Regions from separate parts of the Sus scrofa genome. Here region 2 is linked to region 1. The links are chromatin contacts, called in public Hi-C maps. All regions are on one chromosome and are shown on one strand. Each heading gives the region's core, a stretch centred on a gene start, on an enhancer-like site or on the middle of the called end of the contact. The rest is flanking DNA. Distances are from core to core; before and after follow the strand shown.

Region 1 (3,709 bases), core at 702-3,201:
TGTCTCTTTGGTGTCCTTCATTCTGGAAATTTCCTCAGCCTTTCCCTGACTTCTGTGACCTTGTCACTTTGGAAGATTATATAAAGCCATTTAGTTGGTAGACTGTCCCTCCACTGGGGTTGGTCTGATGTTTCCTCATGATTAGATTCAGCTTGTGTCTCTTTGGCAGGAGAATCGCAAAAGCGATGCCCCATTCTCAGTCCGCCCCCCTCCTCCACCCATAGCGCGGGATCTCCATTCCTCCCATTACTGGTGACGTTACTTTGATCATTTGATTAAGCTGAATCTGCCAGGAAAAGTGACTTTTTCCCCCTTTGTGATTTATAAGCATGATGTAGGGAGGCGATTCGAGACTCGTAAATACCCCCATCGTCATCACATTTCAATGTATTCACTTATTTCGAATCATCAGTATGGGCTCATTCAAGCCATTACTGTCATTAGGTATTTTGATGCTCAGATCTTCCCAGACCTGAGGGGCCCCTTCCAGCTGGCTCCTGTGTCCTTTTGTCTGTCTGTCCCCCTTTGATTTTCTGGTTCCCTTTATAGTCTCTGTGCGTTTCTATCTAATCTCTCTCATCCTCTCTTGTGCTTGGTCGTCTCTGTCTTTGTCTCTGCCTTTATCTTCTTTTGTCCTCTTTGTCTGGCCACTGCTTTTCTCTGTTACATTTTGTCTTTCTCACTCTTGTCTCTCTGTCTCTGACACCGTCTTTCTGCCTATCTCTTTGCCTCTCTGTCTTGCTGGCTTTCTGTCTCTTTCCTTCTGCCTGTTTTTCTCCTTGTGTCTCTCTTGGCTCAGTCTCTCTTGCCCAGGACTCACCACTATGGGGTCTTTAGCTGGGAAACCTGGACATGCTGGGTTTGTGGGACGCTGCCTCCCATCTTCTGAACATGTAGAGCTGGGAGACTGGGAGCAGGGTGCAAGGTGGGAGGACTTGCAGGAGACCCCTCTGCCTAGAACGGCGGGGTCTGCATTGTGTCGGGACAGGTCCGTCTATGCACAGAGGGCATCAGAAACCTCTGTACCTTGGGGGGTGGGGGGCTGGAGGGAAGCGCCAATGTCTGTGTTCTGCTGGCCCCTGTTGTTGAATCAGGTTAGACTCCAGGGGGAGGTTGGTGCCTTGGGGAGAAATGGTACCTGTGCGTCCCCCTGCCCCCCACCACATAAGTGACTTCCTGGAGAGGCAACAGGAAGAGCTTTTGCGCCTGGGCTGGGGGCTGTCGGGGGGGGGGGAGGAGAGTGATCCTAAGCAGCATGGCTGCAGGACTTTGTGGCTTTAGGGTGTGTTCCCAAGTGTGGTTGCAACGGATGTGGGGCCCAACCTTGCACTGTCTGTGGGGGCGAAGCTGAAGCCTGTGGTAGCAGTGGGTGGCAGCTGATGGAGAACTTGAGGCAAGCCAGATGCAGGGAAGGCCTGCACTGCAGCTGGCCTCTCATCCCATGTGTGTGGGGGCGGTTTTAAAAAGCATATCTAGGGAGTTCCCATTGTGGCTCAGTGGTTAAGAACCTAACTAGTATATGTGAGGATGCAGGTTCAATCCCTGGCCTCACTCAGTGGGTTAAGGATCTGGTGTTGCCATGAGCTGTGGCTCAGATCTAATGATGCTGTGGCTGCAGTGTAGGCTGGCAGCTGTAGCTCTGATTGGAGCCCTAGCCTGGGAACTTCCATGTGCCAAGGGTGCAGCCCTAAAAAGAAAATAAATAAATATAAAAAAGACACCCCAGAAGGGCCTGCGGTCCGAGATGTTGGGTTCCCGTTGTTGTCTGACCCGCCGTGGTCATTTCCCTGGTCACCTCTCCCAGAAGTGGGCTCAGGGCCTTTCACAGCGGAAGGGGCTCTGGCTTCTCCTTTCCCGCAGTGCTTGCCCGTATCTCCCTTGGCCCCCTGGTCCTTTCCCCGGGAGCCCGGCCCTCTGCCCTGGCCTGACTACTGTGCTCTCCTCCCACAGCCAGAGGATCTGGAGGCCCCCAAGACTCACCACTTCAAAGTGAAGACCTTCAAGAAGGTGAAACCCTGTGGGATCTGTCGACAGGTCATCACCCGGGAGGGCTGCACCTGCAAAGGTGAGTAGGTGCTTGGGCCCCGGGGGATGGGGGAGGGGGTGCGTCTTCACGGTCTTGAGATGGTCTGGGCCCCAGGTTGGACTGTCCCCGGGGTCCTACTTGGTGCCTGGTGCTCATCTGGGAGGGGATGCTGAGCGTGTGGGTATGAATGGATAGCACGTGGCAGGTGATGGGTGGCTTGGAAATGGCTTGTAGCTTATGTGTAGATGACATGAAGAGAGCACGGAGATAGTACACAGATGGCATGTGAATGGCATGGGGCAGGCGTGTGGATGGTATGTGGCAGCAGGTGGAAGGTGTGTGGTTAGTGTGGCTTGTGTGTGAGGGGCTGTGGTTGGCCTGTGGATGGTGTGTGGTTGGTACGTGGAGGGCATGTGGGAGGTGTGTGGGTGGCATGTGCCTGGCACTGGGAGTACTTCAAAGATGCCAAGCCACAGTCCTCCCCTTGTGGCAGCTTAGGGGGTGTTTAAGGGGCCCCCATTCAGCCCCAGGGGAGGGCCTGCTGGCTGCCAGGCTTTTGCAATCACGCTTCTCATGTGCTCCTGGAATGGCCTGGGCTTGGCTGTCCCTGTGGCCGGAGGAGTTGGTATCTTGGCCCAGGTCATACAGTGAAATCAGCAGGAGGCCTCTGTGCCCAGTCTCAGGGACCGACCCCACCACCCAATCAGTTGCCCCACCAGCCAGATGCCTCCCCCTCTCTCTCACCCCTCCTCCTGTTATTGCCAGCTCCCTCCCCACCCCTACAGCTTCTCTGCAGCCAATGCATCTCTCACCTGTACATGCCTCACCTGTACCTGTCTTACCTGTACATCTCTCACCTGTACTGCCTCTCGCATCCTGACCCGCCCTCTCGGTCTATCTCCATATCAGCTTCTGGGGGGCCTTGGTGTCAGTTCCCTGGGTAGAGCCTTGGATCCCTCCCAACACACACTCAAGACAAAGCACAGACTCCTTCCTGTGGCTGCACAGGCGCGTGGATCCACCTCTTGCCGCCTCTTGGACCCATCCCCCTGGCCCCAAGCCCATGGTGAAACCTTTCGTACTTCCCAATATGCCAAGTATACCAAACATGCCAAAGGGCCCACTCTTGCCTGGAGCTTTGCTCACGTGCTTCTCCCACCTGGATTCTCTTCTCTTCCTTCCCTCTGAGCACAGGTCCTGGCGGGGCAGGGAAAATGGGCATCAGAGCCCAGGGATCGATGATTAAAGCACTTCGTATTAAAGCCCTCACACTCACTCTCATGCAGTGCTCTCAGCATCTGGGGGGCGCTGATGTCATCCTTGTTTTACGGATGAGGAAACTGAGGCTCAGACTAGTTAAGTCTCTTGCCAAGGCACACAGCCGGCTGGGTGGGGGGTGGGGTTTCCAATGCGTGTTCTCTGGGGGAGGGAGGGCTTCTTAGATGGGGAGTTTCAGCTGGTATTGGAGGTTGGAATGGGTGGATGGAAGTGTGTGAGTGTGTGGGTGTGTATTTGTGGGGGACATTCCAGGCAAGGCCTGCTGTGGGCTGAGGGCAGAAGTTTGTGGTCCTTAACTGCAGGGCTCTGACACGGAGTTTAGAGGAAAAAAAAAAACATGAACTTTTTGCAATACCAAAAGTAGCCACATGGTGACACCCTCCTCCCAAGAGGTCTGGCTGGGAT
Region 2 (3,709 bases), core at 351-2,850, 50 kb before region 1:
AGGGAAAAGGAATGGAGAGTGTGCTGTATGTGCACACGTGTGGGGTGTGTGTGAGTGTGTGCTCTCTGCGTGTGGCGTGTGTGTTAAAAACTTAGATTCGAGTGGCTAAAGAAAGCCTCCCTGAAGAGGTATTCTTCAAGTGCAGATCTGAAGGACATGGCAAAGTGTGCCATCCAGATTCCTGCGGGACAAGCGTTCCAGGCAGAGGGAATAGCAGGTGCGAAGGCCCTGAGGTAAGCCCCTTCTTGCTGTGCTTTAGGAAGATCAAGGAGGCCAGTGGGCCTGGAGGGCATCCCAAGAGGGGCAGACTGGCAGGAGACTCACACATGCACCCAACATACACCACACATCCACACACCTCACACACACATACACACACACACACACACACACACAACCTCCCCACCTGTATACTCACATGGACACACACATAGAGAAGTAGGAAGGATATGTGTGTGTGGGGGGATGGGCTGATCACCAAGCATCTTTGGAGGTCAGAAGGGAAATTAAGCAAGGTGGGCATGTAAAGGGCTCAGTGGGGCACATAGTAAATGCTCAGCAAAAGTTACAGCTGGGGATGATTAGGGCTCTAACCAGCAGCGAGGAGGGCCAGCTCTCAGACATCTGTGCCTCTGAAATTTTGTCTACTATTTATTTATTTATTTTAGAGCTGCACCTGCGGTGTATGAAATTTCCCAGGCTAGCAGTTGAATTGGAGCTCTAGCTGCCAGCCCACACCACAGCCACAGCAACCCAGGATCCGAGCCATGTCTGTGACCTGCACTACAGCTCATGGCAACACCGGATCCTGAACCCACTCAGTGAGGCCAGGGATTGACCCTGCATCCTCATGGATACGAGTTGGGCTCATTACCACTGAGCTACCACAGGAATTCCTGTAACTGTTGTCTTTAGGGCAGGAGGGCTGCCCCCAGCCCCACCCAACTCTGCCTCAGCCTTGTCCCACGACCCTTCCCAGGCTACAAGGATGGCCTCCACGAGTGAGGGCAAGATGGCTCTCAGCATCTGGAAAGCCCATGTGGTTATCACTTACTAGGACCTGGAGAGATGGAGAGAGGGCCGAGGGGAGGGCCCTACCTGCAGCAGAAGCTCCAGGCAGCCACAGAGTCTGTGCAGCTCAGCACTGGCATCCGTCACCGGCTGCTTCCCACCCCCATAGCCCTGGAGGATGGTGGAGACAGCAGCTGTAGGGACATCAGACATCAGATCGTGAGGCTCCTCAGACCCCTCACCACGGCCCCAGTTTGATCCCAGAGACTCAGGACACACTCACCTTTCAGGTCCCTGGTGATCTTGATGACAGCCACCTCTTCTGCCATGAGTATTTGAAAATGATGTGCTTCCTTGTGGCTCTGGAGTACCAGCCCAGGAAGGAGCTTCTGAATTCCACTGCTCAGCTCTCTCCTTCCAGGCAGGAGAATCTAAGGATCTAGGGAGAATAGGAATCTAGGGAAACAATGTGACATCTCTAGGCGAGCTAACTGCTGGAGAAAAGCCCAGCTCTTTCTTGGAAGACAGGGTGGAAGGGTGATGGTGTGGCCCCCACCCATGGAGCAGTTTCTGGTGCCAGGGGCTGTGGCCCCTGCCTCACCCCCTGGTTTCCATTCAGGAACCCTAGGAGAGTCTTAATTCTATTTTTATTTTGCTTTTTAAAAAATTTATTTATTATTATTATTTGGGGGGCCACACCCCACCCACAGCATATGGAAGTTCCCAGGCTAGGGGTCCAATTGGAGCTGTAGCTGCTGGCCTACACCACAGCCACAGCAATGTGAGATCCAAGCCACCACAGCTCACAGCGAGGCCGGATCCCTAACCCAATGAGCGAGGCCAGGGATCAAACCAGCAACCTCATGGTTATTAGTTGGATTCATTCCTACTGCGCCACAATAGGAACTCCTATTAACTCCATTTTAGACAAGGGAAGGGGTGGGGCTCAGAGAGGGTAAGGGTTTTATCCCACATCACAAAGCTCTAAGTGGTGAAGCTAGAATTTTAACTCAGGTCTGGTTACCCACGGGACCGGGGCTCTCAGCCCTGACTGGATGTGAGCAGCCCTAATAACGCTCAGGTGCTCAAGTCATGTGGCTGCTGAGGGGAGGCGTCCCCTTCCCCCACGGGGGGCCTTGCCAGAGCGTTCATCATTCTCGCAACACACATTCATATTTCCCTGGGCCCCAGCTGAGTGGAAAATGTATGTTCTTTGAGGCAAAGGAGGCAGAAGTGAGGCGAGGTCCCAGCGCAGGTGTTAATCCCACCTCTCTCTCCCCAGGGAATCGCAGCCTGTTCCCCCACACAGTGGAGCCTGGGGCTCCCAGAGGAATATTGTGACCCCCGAGGGCTTATTCTCAGAGCCTGAAGTAGGGACGGGTATGAGGGGGGACCCCAGGTGTGCTGCCCCCCAGGCTGTGGTGGCTGAGTTTGGGAGTGAGTGGGAGTGGAGGAGCTCAGACACAGAGGAGGGGAAGGGAGAAGGAAATGAAGGGTGTGTGTGTGTGTGTGTGTGTGTGTGTGTGTGTGTGGCTTTTAGGTGGCACTGCTGTGCTGGGGTCAGGAGACCTGGGTCTCCATCCTGGTCCTGCTGTTTGCTCACTTTGTAATGGGGGCACATCCCTTGCTTTCTTGGGCCTCAGTTTCCCCATCTGTAGACCAAGGCCTAGACCCTCCAGCCCAGACCATCTCTGAAATCCACAGGCACCTTAGCTGCACCTCCTCCCCGCTCCTCACTTTTACCCAGGATTCCTCTGCCCTTGCTCCTGGCATCACTCCCTTTCTCCAGCCACCCCCAGACCCAGGGGTCTCCCTGCTACTCACCAGGAAGGCCTGGCTGGTTGGAGCATGAACACGGGCACTGTCGCAGGTGCCCTGGGCCGAGCGGTGGCCAGGGCAGGGGGCGGCCGGGTGCCTGGCTGGATGGGCTGCGCCGTGAGCCTGGTGTGCTGCGATGCGTTGGAGCCCGGGCCCCACCTGCAGCACAACCTTTCCCAGCCTTTGCTAGTCTGCTGTCTGGAAAGTGACTCAGACCCAGCCCAGCACACTGGAGGAAGAGGATGTCTTGCTCAGAGGTGGAGGCTCGGAAGACTTGCGGGGGTGGGGGGGAGGTGTATTGGGGAAGCAGGGAGTTGTGGCTGAGGGCGTGGGTGGGGGTGGCTGAGGGAGAAGGGGAGACGCAGGGGTCAAGGGCACCAGGCAGAATGGGTGAGGTGGGAGATGGTTCTCCTCAGGCAGACTTGGGGTAGACTCGCCCAAACTCAGACAGGGACTCAGACTACCCATGGGGAGTGGCAGTTGCTGCCCTGCAAATTTCTTTCCCTTTTCCGAGTCACCTCATGCTCTTGTCTTACTGCGTTTCACCACCGGGTGGCACGAAGAGGCTATGATGCTGCCCCACCTGATCACTGCCAGTCTCCACCATCACTAGGTTGGAGAGTGGTGCCGGTGGGGAGGGGAGGACAAGGGTCCTGGCACGTGTCTCCCTCCCCTCCCCACCTGAGTCTTCGGAGGATCCCCGTGAGCGCTGATCCTCAGTGCCATCCCCCCGGTTCTGGGACTCACCCCGGAAAGGATGAAAGTGAAAGCGCAGTATTTATGAATGGGGTGGGTTGCCCAGGTGGACTGTGGCCCTCCCACCTGGCTGTGCTCTGCCTCCTTGAGTCTGGGGTCTTTCCACAGTCCAGTCCCCAAGGGC

What was found. Hi-C and Micro-C count contacts between places; a contact is called where the count stands out from the background.
Region 2: a contact with region 1 is called in a Hi-C map of embryonic fibroblasts, with 2.6 times the contacts expected there. The contact joins the promoter of RUFY4 here to the promoter of TNS1 in region 1. A contact is called at or near these places in 13 of 47 Hi-C or Micro-C datasets (alveolar macrophages, brain, embryonic fibroblasts and 6 more) and 1 of 2 datasets of contacts at active chromatin or transcription factors (skeletal muscle).

What each region holds. Positions count from the first base shown.
Region 1 is chr15:120,142,039-120,145,747 of Sscrofa11.1, reverse strand. TNS1 (tensin-1) reads left to right here and starts at 1,951. Exons shown (of 36, transcript XM_021075207.1): 1 at 1,951-2,065.
Region 2 is chr15:120,191,548-120,195,256 of Sscrofa11.1, reverse strand. RUFY4 (RUN and FYVE domain-containing protein 4) reads right to left here and starts at 1,600. Exons shown (of 11, transcript XM_021075279.1): 1 at 1,295-1,600; 2 at 1,099-1,205. The coding sequence starts at 1,340.